3 separate regions of the Sus scrofa genome follow, and regions 2 and 3 are each linked to region 1. A link is a contact called in public HiChIP or PLAC-seq data. All regions are on one chromosome and are shown on one strand. The core of a region is the stretch at or near the end of the contact, and the rest is flanking DNA. Distances in the headings are between cores, read along the strand shown.

Evidence for each region. HiChIP or PLAC-seq counts read pairs in DNA pulled down with a chosen protein or histone mark.
Region 2: a contact with region 1 is called in an H3K27ac HiChIP or PLAC-seq map of alveolar macrophages. The contact joins the promoter of LOC110259698 here to the promoter of RAPGEF6 in region 1. A contact is called at or near these places in 1 of 47 Hi-C or Micro-C datasets (embryonic fibroblasts) and 1 of 2 datasets of contacts at active chromatin or transcription factors (alveolar macrophages).
Region 3: an H3K27ac HiChIP or PLAC-seq map of skeletal muscle shows a contact between it and region 1. The contact joins the promoter of FNIP1 here to the promoter of RAPGEF6 in region 1. A contact is called at or near these places in 10 of 47 Hi-C or Micro-C datasets (alveolar macrophages, blood, embryonic fibroblasts and 6 more) and 2 of 2 datasets of contacts at active chromatin or transcription factors (alveolar macrophages and skeletal muscle).

The regions. Positions count from the first base shown.
Region 1 is chr2:133,949,188-133,954,276 of Sscrofa11.1, forward strand. It overlaps RAPGEF6 (rap guanine nucleotide exchange factor 6), which reads right to left and starts at 2,232. Exons shown (of 30, transcript XM_021085403.1): 1 at 1,907-2,232. The coding sequence starts at 1,975.
Region 2 is chr2:133,701,590-133,706,678 of Sscrofa11.1, forward strand. It overlaps LOC110259698, which reads right to left and starts at 2,626. Exons shown (of 6, transcript XR_002342086.1): 1 at 1,298-2,626; 2 at 1,151-1,211.
Region 3 is chr2:134,090,361-134,095,449 of Sscrofa11.1, forward strand. It overlaps FNIP1 (folliculin-interacting protein 1), which reads right to left and starts at 3,048. Exons shown (of 18, transcript XM_021085414.1): 1 at 2,817-3,048. The coding sequence starts at 2,908.

The sequences.
Region 1 (5,089 bases), core at 982-3,481:
GGGCAGTTGTTTAGTATTGCCTTAAACAATGCTGCTGTTCCAGTAAAACAAGATAAAGTACTCAATACAGCACACACTGGCCAACATAGCTTTGCGAACAGTTTAGAAAATTTTCTAAGCATGAAAATAGGCACTTTCAAACAAAGTAACTCTGTTATTAAAGAGAAGTAGGATTTTCCCATTAAAATGCAAATTTATCGGAGTTCCTGTCCTGGCTCAGCAGTAATAAACCTGATTAGTATCCACGAGGATACGGATTCGATCCCTGGCCTTGCTCAATGGGTTAAGGATCCTGCGTTGCTGTGGCTGTGTCGTAGGCTGGGAGATGTAACTCCAAATCGACCCCTAGCCTGGGAATTTCCCTACGCCACGGGTGCAGCCCTAAAAAGCCAAAAAAATAAAAATAAAAAAAAATTTTTAAATATGAATTTATCATAAGTAACATCTATAAGCAAGATCTCCATTTTATACTGTAAGCCTTGTAAGATACTTTCTAATGATATAAGAACGAAGGCAGATTCACCTGTTCAAAGTGAGTGCTTTCACTTAACCCACAATGACGTCAAGAATTACCATAGGTAAATTAAGACACCTGGGATTATAAATGAAAGTCTCAAAAATAGGACTGTGGGAGTTCCCATCATGGAGCAGGGGAAAAGAATCCAACTAGGAACCATGAGGTTGAGGGTTAGATCCCCGGCCTCACTCAGTGGGTTAAGGATCCGGTGTTGTCATGAGCTGTGGTGTAGGTCACGGATGTGGCTTGGATCTGGCGTTGCTGTGGCTGTGGTTGTAGGCCGACAACTACAGCTCCAATTCAACCCCTAACCTGGGAACCTCTATATGCTGCGGGTGCGGGCCTAAAAAGACCAAAAAAAAAAAAAAAAAAAAAAGACTGTAGAAAGTGATAGAATTTGCTTTGTTTCTTTGCAAAGTTCAAGAGCTCCCATAATTACAGCTTGAATAAGTTGAATAAGTCATGTCGCAAAAGGTGAGCCAAAATTACTGAGACATACTATGCAAACCATTTAAATCTAAAAAAACTCAAAGGTGACTTAGGAAAAACTAACCAAAGCACTTCATTTCATGTATTGCAATTACACACAAGACAATCCAACAATTCATTCACATTGTTGTTTTTTTGTTTGGGGGTTTAGGAAACATACCGCTTATTATGGAAACTTCTCCACATCAAGGAGAACCTTCCCACAAAATCTAAGCACTCTATACAGGGATGGGCAAGGTTAACAGGTTTTAGTTATGTACCTGAAAACTAGCCTTCAGGTCAAATGAAAATCATTTAAGCTTAATGCCATTACTGCTAACCCAATACAGAAGTTTCGCATACAAGCACAAAATACTGTAAAATTTCCCAATGACATAATTTGAAAAACCACCTCAACTAATCTTTAAATAGGCATAATTCTCCACCAGAATTCAGCCTCTGACTGGATGTAAAGTTTTAAGCTGACCTTGAAAACTTTATCGTTCTTTAGGCAAGTGAATAGTATTTCAAGGACCTTTGAGAAGTTGTTTCTTAATAACATGGCTGTTACAGTTCACCTACAATTTCCACCTCGCTTTTTCACAGTCTACGGAACAATCTCACTCGGAGACTCATATTAAAACCTGAGAAAATACGATTTAGTAATGCTGCTTTCTTGTCGAAAACACTAGGAAGTCACCGGCAAGGACGGCTGTGCGGGGAAGGCGGCACGGCGAGCAGGAAAGACGGTGGTTTCCCCGCCCGCGAGAAGGGCCCGGACCAGGTCCGGGGACCCAGAGAACAGATACCAGGGTAGCAGGTGCGAGGCTCTGCCAAGGGGACAGTCGCCACAGGTCTCGGACCGACAGAGGGATGCTGTTCCTCGGACAGCGGGAAGCGCGCCGGGTCGACTGGCCTTACCTCGGGCGTCCGCTCGGGCGGCTTCTTCTTCAGCGCCTGCCTAGCGCCGGGGTCCACGGGCGAGTTCATGGTCACGGCCCCGGCACCGTGCTCCCCAGGCTGCCCTTAGCAGCCCACGCGACAGCCCATTCACCCTAGTGGGGGGGTCTACACCCTCCCCCGCTTCCCCCAAAGAAGGAAACTTCAGACTGCGGCGGCGACTGCGCTTTGGCAAACAAGCCTTCGCAACGCCCGCCCAGGGCCTCAGCCCACGCGCGACTGGTCAGAGGGAAGCCCGCGCGGGGGCGGAGGGCAGAAGAGTGCGCACGCGCAGCACGCGCGAGCGCGCAAACGAGCGCCTAAGGGCGTGACTCCGCGATGACGTAAAAACTGGGGCGGGGCAGTTTAGCTTCTTCCAACCCTTCTTCGTGAGATTTGAAAACACGTCGCGAGAGCTCACTGAAGCAGGTCACGGGGTCCGTCTCAGAGTTGCGGTTTCGGCTGCTCCAGCTTCCGGTGGAGGGACCGGAAACGCGCTATGAGGGACTAAGCGAAAATAGCGAGTTGGGGGCGGAACCTTGGGGTAGCTGGGCCGGGAGTTCTTTCTGTGCCAAAAGCCGGAAGTTCGAGGCGTGGCCAAAGGGCAGAGCTCTTACCCTGCCGCTCCGAGACCTCTGCCTTGGAGGATGTGCGGAAGTGGAAGCTGCCGTTGTAAACAACGAAGTTCATAACGCTCTTACCTATGTGTGTTCTAATAAAATGACTCTTGTGGAAGGGACCCACTGAGAAGTCCCTGCGTGTCTAAGACGGACGCCCTGACATGAGAGTAGAGGAATCGAAGCTTCGCGGCTTTGAGCAGGGGTGGGGAGCCCGCTTAGAGTTACTGCTCGTTCGCGAAGCCAGTCTGCGCTGCGTTCGTTTAACCAATGCCAAGGACAGCCCTCTTTCCTCGCCAAAACCCTTTCTCAAGCAGTGGGCCTAGGGTTGCCTGACTCAGGAGTGACCGCTTTCCCACTGCTTTTAACATAATAGTCGGTTTCCCCACACACCAAATAAAGCAAATTTCCATTTATTAGTCCGTTGGTAAGAAGAACGTCTAGGCCACTCTCCGGAGCAGTCAGGCACCTGCAGAGTGCTTCCATCGTTCTAAAATAGTCCATTTCTCTCCCATCTCGTTACTGTACAGATGGGCCGCAGTAGTAACGCAATTACCTACTTTGGAGCCACATAGGCATGTCCTTTCCAATTAATTTTAAGCTCCCTCAGCTTGTACCTAGGTATTCCTTAGTATTTCTCACAACAATTGGCATGGTTCACTGAATAACTCAAAGTGATTTACGATTATGACGTTATTCACATTAATTTTTAAATGACATGGTAAGAAAATTATATTTTAGAGCAACAAAAGGGAAAAGGAGCATTCAGCCTGCAGCATTCACCATTTCAGGGACCTAGTAATGATGGCTGACGTTAAAAGGGGTTTTGTTTTCCACTGCTCATTCGGCTTGCTCAAACTTGAAGTTTACAACATAATAGCACCTTTCTTTTTTGAATATAGCACAAAAACCATACCAGTGAACTTATGGCTCAGCCACTCTGGAAAGAAACTAATCACAAATAATTGCAATGACCCATTTTCATCATTTTTGTGGGTATAAACAGCTTCTCAAAGGTCTGTGTACCATCACAAAGGTTATCCCTTCCATTCTTCCAAGAATGTTTCTAGAGCCACATCAATGTTTTGAAAAGAGGGTAATGGAATTAAAGCATGATGAGCAGGAGTTCCCATCGTGGCTCAACTGTTAACAAACCCAACTACTATCCATGAGGCCGTGAATTTGATCCCTGGCCTCGCTCAGTCGTTGAGGATCCTGCCTTGCCATGAGCTGTGCTGTAGGTCTCAGAAGAGGCTCAGATCCTGCGTTGCTGTGGCGATTAGACCCCTAGCCTGGAAACTTCCATATGCTGCACATGCGTCCCTAAAAAGCCAAAAAAAAAAAAAAAAAAAAAAAAAAAAAAGGCATGGTGACCAAATGTGAAGAATAGGATAGGTTTGTCTGGCATTTTTTTAATGCCATTTTTTTCCCCATTAGAAAACCATTTAAGTGTTCATGAAGATGTGGAGCAACAGGAACTCGCACAAACCGCTGGTTAACTGTATATTGGGAAACCACACAGAAAAAAAAGTTACCTAGTAAAGCTGAAACTTAAACCTTCTGACAGCAAGCCCACTCCTTGATGTAATCCTAAAGAATACCCAGAAAAGATGAGCAAAAGTGGTCAATTTTCATATTAGCACAAAAATGGAAATAACCCAAATGTACATCAATTACAGAATAGGTAAAACGTTGTGTATTCATGGAATACAGCTAAACAGCACATGAATGAATCTCCAAAATAATTTTTTTTTTTGGCTTTCTAAGGCCGCACCCACAGCATATGGAGATTCCCAGGCTAGGGGTCCAATCAGAGTTACAGCTGACCTCCTCACCACAAGCACAACAACTTGAGATCTGAGCCACGTCTGCAACCTACACCACAGCTCATGGCAACCCAGGATCCTAACCCACTGAGCAAGGCCAGGGATCGAACCCACAACCTCATGGTTACTAGTCGGCTTCGTTTCTGCTGTGCCACAACGGGAACTACCTCCAGGATAATGTTGATAGAAAAAAAGCAAAACAAAGCATGAAGTATAATTACACAAAATTCAAATAAGAGCAAAATGAAAGTATACCACTTAAGGATGCATACACAGAAGTAAAACTATAACAAGAAAGCAAGGAAATGTTCACAGAAGTCAGGTTAGTAGTTACAAAAACGAGAAGGGAGAGTTATTATGATCAGAATAAGGCACATAATTCCCCAGAGGAGGGGGACTTCTGGGTTACTGAAAATGATTCTTGTTTTGAACCAAGAGATGGTTATATTAGTGTATATTATATAATATTTAACAAGGAAAAATGAATTGTCTACAAAAATAACTTCCAAATAAAGGCTTTATCATAAAATAGCAATGATAACAATAGTATATTAATACCGATAATAATTATACAAATCTAAATTTAAGCATATTTTCAAAATCTACCTTGTCCATTATCATCCTGTATTTATGCTTTAGTATATGAAAAAAGTGAGGAGATAGTGAAAACTCTAATGGCCATTTTCAGAAAAAAGCCAACCTCCAAGACAGGATTCAACAGT
Region 2 (5,089 bases), core at 1,376-3,875, 250 kb before region 1:
TTATAAGCCATCCAGTCTATGGCATTTTGTTACATTAGCCCAAATGGACTAAGACATACATCTAAAACATATATACTTTTGATTTGTCAAATACACCTCCATAAAGCAGGAGAAAAAAATAACAAAAAACCCACATCAAACACCTAAAAATAAATCTTAGATGAAAAATAGGAAAGCCCTTAAACCAAAATAATAAAGCAGTGAAAGCAAAAGAAAATCTAAATAAATGGAGACATATACTGGCTTCATAGATAGGAAAACTAAAATTTAAGAGGATGTTAATTTCCTTTAAATTGGTATGTAATTTCAAGAAAATCCCATTCAAAATTGCAATTGTTTGTGTGTGCACGTGTGCGTATAAGTTGATAAACTGGTTGTAAAATTCATTTGGAAATGCAATGATACAAGAATAGCTTATGTATTATTGAAAAAAAGAACAGTGTCAGAAAAAAACTTTCTTTATCAGATATCAGTACGTATTATGGTTCTAGAATAATTAAGACAAGGAGGTATTGGGGAATGGAAGAACTAACAGGCTGATAAAAGAGAACACAGACTTATCTTTTCAATAAAGGGTACAGGAACAATCTGCAGATATGAGAATAAAACCTGACTTCTACCTCGCACTACACATTCCAGACATACCTCAGAGCGAAATTAAAAAAAAATTTAAAAGATAACACAAATACGCTGGAGTAGAAAAAGACTTCTTAAACAGATCACAAACAAAGCACTAACCAAAAAGGGAAAGCATAGGTTTTTCTAGTTCAAAATTAAGAAGTTGTTTTCGCCAACAGACAGCATTAAGGCTATGAAAGCCAAAGGGTGAGAGAGATCTCTAGCACAGACATAACAGATGAAGGAGTCATATCCAGAAAATATAAATATCGATAATCCAGAAGAAGAAAATAGACTCAGAAAGCATTTCATATTAGTGCAAACCAAATGGCTGATACAAATATGAAAAGGAGACAAACTCCATGAACAATAAGGCAAATGAAAACTAAAACCACAATACCGTTACATACCCGCGAAAATGATCAAATTTAAAAAGGCCAATAACACCAGGTAGAACAAATGAGCAGCTGCTAGGAGTCTTTGGAGCGTGTTGTTCAGTACAGACCATTTAATTAGCTCTTAGATATATTACCTGCTTTTCAATCCTGTTCAGAGTTGGGCCATTTGTGTTTTCTAGATTTCCCTCGGGAGCCCTGCAAAAGACCCATTCATTAAAATTGCAAATCTAATGTCCAAATGCAAAAACACTGTATTAGGAAATAGGTGTATCCATACTAACCTTTATCTCTGAAGATCACGCAAACAGAATGTCTAAAATTATATCTTTTCTAACTGGAAAGGCTTCCTTTTTTAAAACTAACTTATTTTCTTTTTTATGGCCACTCCTGGCATATGGATTTCCCAGATCTGAGCTGCAGTTGCAACCTATCCCGCAGCTGAGGTAATGCTGGATCCTTAACTCACTGCTCTGGGCCGGGGATTGATGGAACCTATGTCCCAACGCTCCAGAAATGCCACCAATCCCACCACGCCATGGTGGGAACTCCTGGAAATGCTTCCTTTTCATTACCTCTGTGAGAAAGTCTTCTGAGATATTTCACTGTGGGCTGCAGACATATCTGTTAAGATGGTTAAGAAACTACTTTGCTCTTCTTTGTTTTTGAGGAACTACATTATTTAGCAAGAATTTTGAGGAAGGTAAGCTTGCAAAAGAAATGAAAACACTGTTTACATATTCACACACATTTTCTTTATCCATTCCTCTATCAATGGACATTTAGTTTGCATATCCTGCTACTGTGAATAAGGCTGCAATGAACACAGGAGGGCAGGTATCTCTTTGAAAGGATGATTTCATTTCCTTCGGATATATACCAAGAAGTGGGACTGCTGGATCATATAGTAGTTCTGCTTTCAATTTCTTGAGGAACTATTTTCCAATATTATAAACTTGAAATGTCTTAATAGAGCAGATCTTAAGTGTTCTCACTATAAAGAAAGATAACTAATGCGATGATATATGCCTTGACTGTGGTAATCGCTTCACAATGTGTTAAGTATATCAAATTATCACATTATAAACCTTAACTCACATTGCTAAATTTAACAAGTCACAACCTAAAATACATTTAAAATTAAAAATTAGTAAATTTATATATAAAACATTGTTTTGTTCTCACCTTTTTAAAGGATTCCACAAGGAGTCTCATTGCAGCATGGCGCCACCTGGCGGCCCCAGTGCATTTTTTACTACAACTTCCCCACTTAGCCCTATTCTTGCTTTATCCAAAGGATAGCTTTTGGCCCAAGATCAAGTGTCACCCACACTCCAAAGAGAAGGCAGCATAGCTAACACCTTATCATCAATTACAAATTTATTTCATAATTGGATTTACATAATGGGATTAAGCACCTTTCCATGGTTATTGGACAATTTCCCCTCTTATGAAGTGCGTAATTCTTTTACTCACTTTTCTACTGGGTGCTATTTTTCTTTTTTCTGATATACTTTAGCTTCTTAGAAAAATAACAAGATCCTACTGTATAGCACAGGGAACTATATCAATAACCTGTGATAAACCACAATGGAAAATAATGTGAAAAAGAATGTGTATGTGTGTGTGTATATATATATAATATATTATATAACTGAATCACTCTGTTGTACAACAGAAATTAACCTTGTAAATCAACTATGCAATAAAGAAATATTAAAGAAGTACTTTATATATTCTGGTTACCTGTCCTTACAGGGGGATATGTATTACATGTTTCAACTCCATGGCCTTTTATTCTTTGAAATGGTGTTTCCTGATGAACATGTTTTTAAGTCAAATAAACCAATCATTTCCTTCATTATTTGTGTTTTCTTTGAGGGTATTATTTAAGAAATCCCTACCATTCTGAGATTTTGTTATGTAGCATCAGTGTTATTTTTCTGTTAAGTGTCTGGTATAACTTGCAGATAGAGCCATCCAGGACTTAAGTTTTCTTTGTGGAAAGGCTTTCAAATGACAGACTCAACATTTTTTTTTTTCTTTTTTGGCCATCCTGTGGCACAAGGAGTTCCTGGGCCAGGGATCAGATCTGAGCTGGGCCAGGGATCAGATCTGAGCTGCAGGCGTGACCCACACTGCAGCTGTAGCAACACTGGCTTCTTCAAATCACTGTGCTCGTCTGGGGACGGAACCCATGACCTGGAGCTGCAGAGATGCCGCCAATCCTGTTGTGTCACAGCAGGAACTCCTTATTAGTCTTTCAAGAGAACTTACTGCTTTGTTAGGCAGCCCTCCCTTTTTAATTCCATGTATTTAAATTTATTTTGCTATTTATTATTCTGGTTTCTTGAGAAGAATGTTTAGCTAACTCATTTTCAGCCTTTCTGCTTTTTAGTGATTTTTATTTTTTTCCCATTATAGCTGGTTTACAGTGTTATGTCAATTTTCTACTGTACAGAAAGGGGACCCAGTCACATGAACATACATACATTCTTTTTCTCACATTATCATGTTCCATCATAAGTGACCAGATACAGTTCCCAGTGCTACACAGCAGGATCTCATAGCTTATCCTTTCTACTTTTCTAACACATGCACTTAAGGCTATACAATTTCCCGTCAAGTACAACTTTAATAAACAACCAAAAGGTTCCGACATTCTTATCTACATTTTCATTCAGTTCAAAATAATTTCTGCTTTCCACTGGGTTACTGGAATTTTTTTTTTTTTTTTTTTTTTTTTTTGCATTTTAGGGCCGCACATGTAACTTCCCAGGTTAGGGATCTAATCAGAGCTGCCAGCCACAGCCACAGCGGGTCTAAACCACATCTGCAACCTACACCACAGCTCACAGCAACACCGGATCCTTAACCTGCTGAGCAAGGGCAGGGATTAAACCCGGATCCTCACATATACTATTCGGTTTAGTTATTGCTGAGCCACAGTGGGAACTCTGGTAGGAATTCTTTAACTTACAAATTTTTAAATTTTTGTTACCAATTTTTCATTTAAATCTGCTGCAGAGAGCCTTGTCTATATGAGTTCAATTCTTTGAAATTTGTTAATAGTTCCTTTATGGCCTAACATATAGTCAACTTGGATAAATGCTCCAGGATCGCCCAGAAGTAATGTATATTTTGCAGTTGTTGCTAATTCAGTGTTTTATACAGGTCCATGAGATTAAGTGTGTTAGTTGTGTTGTTGCAATCTTCTATGTCCTTACTGACTACTGGGGTGGGGAGGGCGTAGAGTGTTGTGTTTGCTCTCATTTACTTACAAGAGTTGTATTAAAATTCTATATGTGAACTTACGCTTCTGCTCAAGATGGAGCAACTAGCACTTTACCTTCCTGCCTAAAGCAACTAAAAAAGCAGACGATATATATAAACAATGCCACTTATGACCCTGGATACTGATACTGAAGGACAGGAATCCTCGAGAACATAAGAAGTGAGCCCTATGACCTCAGCTCACTGTCTAAAAATTCCAGAAAGTAGACTATGCAAAAGAATCTAAAAACTTAGAATTAGTGAATTGAGCAAGATTGTGATAGACAAGCCATGATAAAACAAGTTTTTTTCAATATTCTCACAATAAAAAACAAAAGACCTAGAAAGATTCTTCACAAAGAGAGTATCCAAATGGCCAGTATTTGAAAACATGCTGAGCATTATTCGTTGTTATGAAAATTAAAATTAAAACCACAGTAAGACACCAGTACATACTCACCAGAATGCCTAAAATGAGAACAATGAAAAACAAGTTTGGCAAGGATCAGAGGAATGTCCTGTGAACACTTGGAACAGGCTGACCAGGCTTCTGCAGAGGCGGCCTCTGGAATGGCCACCGACTCTTATCTTTATCAAATGCTTTTTGGATGCAGTGAGGGGGGTGGCTCCTATGGTGTAGTACAGACCACTACAGCATTTAATTGCAGCTTCTGGGTCTCCACAGTCAGGCAAAAAACGCATTCGTTTCCCAGGACTCCCGTTAACACACTGCCAGGAACTGCGGAGCCAGAAGACCAAAATCAAGGTGTTGGTGAGTGGCACTTCCTCGGCAGGCTTGAAGG
Region 3 (5,089 bases), core at 1,798-4,297, 140 kb after region 1:
ATACTGCTTATTCTAGGAACGAAATCTTACAGGCTGAGCTACAGTTAGTTGCCAATGGCTAACCGTGTCCAAGCCTAATTTAATAACTTAAAGCTGACTAAAAACAAAACCAAAAAAGGATTCTAGAAAGGAAAGCATGGTATACTGCAAGGAACACTAAATTTTAAATTTTACTTTACTCCAAAACCTGATTACATAAAAAGATGCTAAACATCATTTATTGTTTGGGAAATGCAAATTAAAATCACAAGATTTTCTATGCCCATTAGAATGTATATAATCAAAACTCTAAAATGGTTAACAGTACATTTTGTCAGGTATTTTTTACAACGTAAAAAAAAGCTTATAAAAAAAATCAGACTAACAATATCAGTTATTGCAGAGGATCTGGAACAACTGTAACCTTCACACACTGCCAGTGGGAATACAAATGGTACAACTATTTTGGGAAAGCTTGGCAATTTTTTTAAAAAGTTAAGCATATACTTTGCATATGACCCAGCAATCCCACTCCTAGAGAAATGAAAACCTATTTCTGGGTAAGGATTGTTCACAAATGTTCACAGCAGCATTGTTCCTTATAGCCCAAATCTGAAAACAACCCAAATGTTTCCCAACCAGGGAATGGATAAATAAATTGTGGTGTACCTATACAATGGAAAACTATTCAGCAATAAAATGGGAGGAACTACTGATAAATGCAAAACATGGATGAATGTCAAAATCATCAAGAATTAAAATAAGCCAGACACAAAAGATTCTAGAAAAGTCAAAACCTTTGTAATTACACAAAAAGCGGATCAGTGATTGCCCTGGGCAGGAGGGGTTAAGGAACGACAGAAAAGGGGCATGAGGGGTTCTAGGGGTGTTGCAATGTTCTAAAACCTCACTGAAGTGAGGGGTACACAACTGAATACATATAGCAAAATTCATATAACTATACACTTAAAATGGCTCAATTTCACTGCATGTAAATTACAGCTCAATGAAGATGTTAAAAAAAAACTTGGGTTGATTAAATTTGCAAGTTATTAGGTGTGTGTTGTTACTAGTTTTCATCTTCTCAAATGTACACTTCCACACATTTTTTAAAGTAATAACTTCCATACTATTCTGCAGTTATTGTGCTTACACATAATTCTTAATTTCACTGGAAGAAGTATCATGTATTTATCTACACTGCTACTTGCCCTATCTCACAAGGTTGTTGTGAAACATCACATGAGATAACCGATGAGAAAGCACTTGAGCAACTCTGAAGTAGTATTACACAACCATACAGAATACTTACATTTTCAAAAAACAGTTTTGTTTTGTTTTCAAAACAATGACTTGAGATGCTTGGAAACTTGGGTACCCCAAAGTGAATCTTTGCTCAGAAATAGAATGCCTCTTCAAATATTTTAATATCCCTCCTGAACTTACTTTCTACTGACCCTTGGCTTACTAGATGGCTCAATGTAGTATGATCTACACTGCACTTTCATTTTTCAAAATAAAAATACCAAAGAAATCTTTAAAGAAAGTCATTAGATGAACAGGGCAAGACATTTATTTCCCAGTAGAAAGGACCGAAAGCTAGATAACTGTCTTTTCGAAGCACCGTTCCAAGATGTTCACCATTTACATTTTTCTTCCTCTAAAAGTCAAACTTCTTTCCATTTAATACCTCAATTTTACTTTACTGAATATGTATTAATGGGACCTGTATTACCGAGAGTGAATAATTTTAGGATTATCAAAACCTTTTAAACCAGTGTGGTGCAGTCATTTTAGACTGTGGGTGTTGCAAAATTTAACAGATGTTCATTTTTTCCTACTACTACTGTACAACTGGGCTCTTTGCTACCCTACCAAGATTGAGTGATATTTGACATTTAGCCTAGTTACATTCACAAGCTTTCACACGGCAACAAGTATGAAGGCTGTTTGGAAGACATAATCTCATCTTCAAAAGAAGTTTCGAAACTAAATTTTACCTGGAATTCAGGCTTATTATTAAGTCTTACAATTTTAAAGTTTTCCTATCAGCAACAGGTACTGCAACCAAAAATTAACAAAGCCTGTAATACCACAAAATATGTCGCTATCAGTCTCAATCTTTAAAGACTCATTTTTAGTAACAGTCTCAAGAGGATGGTCAATTCTATGGCTGTGCTTCATTTGATTTAGCGCAGCCTCATTCTGGTCAGTAATAACCACAACCTCTGAGGTTTCACGTATCTCCCTCCTTCGGTAACATTAGGGCCACTAGGTCCGGTATCTACACACCTTCAATTTAGGTTTACAAGAAATGCGAAAGAATGGCAGCTTGTCTACTGAAACAGCCTACTCTAAACTCGGAAGGTTGGCCAAAACGTGCCGCTCTCTCCACGACAGCAACCAAACTGGAATGGAGCACCCAGAGGACGACTGGGCACGGGGAGGAGGGGAGAACTACTCCGCCCGGAGGACGGCGGCTGAGGTCCAATCCAGCCCGCGCCCAACTCTACGCGCCTCCAGGAAGGCGTGTGGACCCTAAGCTCAGCCGCGATGCTCGGTCCTGTGGGGCAGACCCGCGAGCGGCTGACGAGCAAGGCGTAAACAAACCCACCCGGACGAAGAGGAAGGGGCAGCCATGGGGTTGGGGGGTTGGGGAGAAAGGAGCTCGCTCGAACACTCCAGCACAAAGCTGCTCGGCCCCTCCCGACCGCCGGCTCAGATCCCGGTCCTGGCGCGGCGCTACCGCGCGAGCGTGAACACCGAAAGCCCCAGCACCTCTGGAAGCCGAGGCCACCAGGCCATCGGCCTCGCGCCCCTCGCCCTGCAGTGCCTACCTGAACGCACAATCCGGGTCTCTTGCATCCCGACCAGACGCCCCCAGGCCGTTCCTCTTGCTGAAGAGCTTCTGGAACAGCGTAGGAGCCATGGTGGCCACGGCCAGGCCAGGGTCGCTCCTCAAGGCTCTCGCCAGGCCCCTGCTCCTAGAGCTGCCCCGCCACCCCCATAGGCGCCTCAGTCATATGACAGAAATTAGTCACTTCAAACGGCCACGGCGCGCGGGGCGGGGCGAGAGGCAAGGCCTGCGCCCATTGGCTGGCAGTGAGCCGCATCACGTGGCGGCGCGCAGAGCAGGGTGCAAGGCGGGGGCGCGGGGCGGGGCTGGCGTCCATAGGCTGGCGTCCGAATAGCCTCCCGTGGCAGCTCAAGAGGCGGGGCGTGCGTGGAGCGGGGCGTGCGCGGAGGGGAGGGGCGGGGAACGGACGGGTGGTTGGGGAAGTGAAGGAGGTGTGTGCGCGGGTCCCGGTTCTACTCAGTGAAGCTCTCGGTTGCTACCTGAGGCTACGGCAGGGTGTCGCCGGGACGACGCCAGGCATTTTGGAGCGCAGAGGTTCTCCGCACCCACGACAAAGAGAGATTTAGGGCACCACGAGTACTCGACCCTCCCCCGCCATCTCCTCCTTGGCCTTTGCGGCTTCACACCTCCATCTGCTCCTGGCAGAGTACCGCGGCCCCCGGAGCAGACAAGGCGCGAGAGCGTACCCTTGGCCCCCACCCCCGCACGGCCTGGACTTTAAACCCAGGGCCGTAGGCCCTACCGTGCTGGGCCGCGAGAGGTATGAGCTCAGAGCTCGATAGCGCCGGGCTGGCTTATGCAGTCCACTTGAGGACCCTGCTAAGACACTCGCCAAAGCCAGTACTCCCCGCAGAAACGGCCTGGGCAAGAAACTGCCCGCATCGGCCCTCCGTGTTTCCAATAGCTTCTCGAACGCTGATGTACCAGGAATTAGCCTCTTGGAAGAGCTGGCCATAGAGGCTCAGGATTTAGGCTCAATCTTAATATCTAGGTATGGAGAGAGAGTGCAACTGTGGAATTTGAACAAATGAGTTTAATAGGAGGAACCCTTTCAAAAGAAAAACATTGCTCATAGATGATCTTACAATCTAATAAGTAGGTTAATCCAAAATTTATCAGGGTTTGGGTCATATTGCTCTTAGATGTTTTCAACACCACTATTCATTCACCTGCTGCCCCTCCAGGATAAGGAATTTTGTACCGCGGGGTGGCAATTCTCTGACAGGGATGTCAGGAAACTACTGCTATGTGGTTTGGAAGGTTAGCTTAAAATAGTTGAGAATTTCATTTTAGGCATACAAATCAAATTGTCTCTTCAAGTGGCTACTAACTCGCACTGATTTGCAGCTATAGTTTATTCTATAAAATAGGTGATCTTATATAGAATGAAGAAAATAATAGGCAGAACATCTCAAAGAATTTCAGTGGTCATATAACATAACATGCTGTTTCAATGTTACAAGAATTTTAAAAGCACTATTTATAAGTGATTAAGAAATTAATTTTGATGGATGCCCACATTCTCCACCCCACCCCACCCCAAAAAAGGGAGTTGCCATTGTGGCTCAGCATGTTAAGAATCCGACTAGTATCCATGAGGATTTGGGTTCCATCCCTGGCCTCACTCAGTGGGTTAAGGATCCCGGCAGGGGCAAGCTGCAACATAGGTGGCAGATGTGCCTCAGATCTGGCATTGCTGTGGCTGTGGTGTAGGCTGGCTGCTGCAGCTCCAATTGCAACCCTAGCCAGAGAACTTCTATATGCTGCAGGTACAGCCCTAAAAAGACTAGCAATATAATTTATTCATTCTAAAATGTTTACGTGACCCTGGTCTTGACACTGGGATCCAAAGTAAACAAAAAAGGTGGAGCAAACATTCCATATAAGGAGACAGTAAATAAGGAAATGATAATCTCAAACTGTTAGTGTTATGAATGAGAATTAAAAAATGAAATGAGTGGAAAAGGTCTCTCTGAGGAGGTGACATTTGAGGTGCTCAAGTTAAGATGGATTCAAAGTAACTCCTTATATTGCCCAAGCTCCAGAATTACTGAGTAACTGAAGTTGAAAATAGCAAGACTGTGCCTCCTATAAACTTAAGATAATTCTCAGGGCCCAGATACTTAAGATTTCTAATGAGGCAAAAAAAAAAGCCATGTATATTTTCCTTCCAAAATGCGAATACAGAATGAAATTTTTGTTAACAAAAATGCAAATTAATGCAAGTTTTTAAGTGAGAAAATGGACTTACAG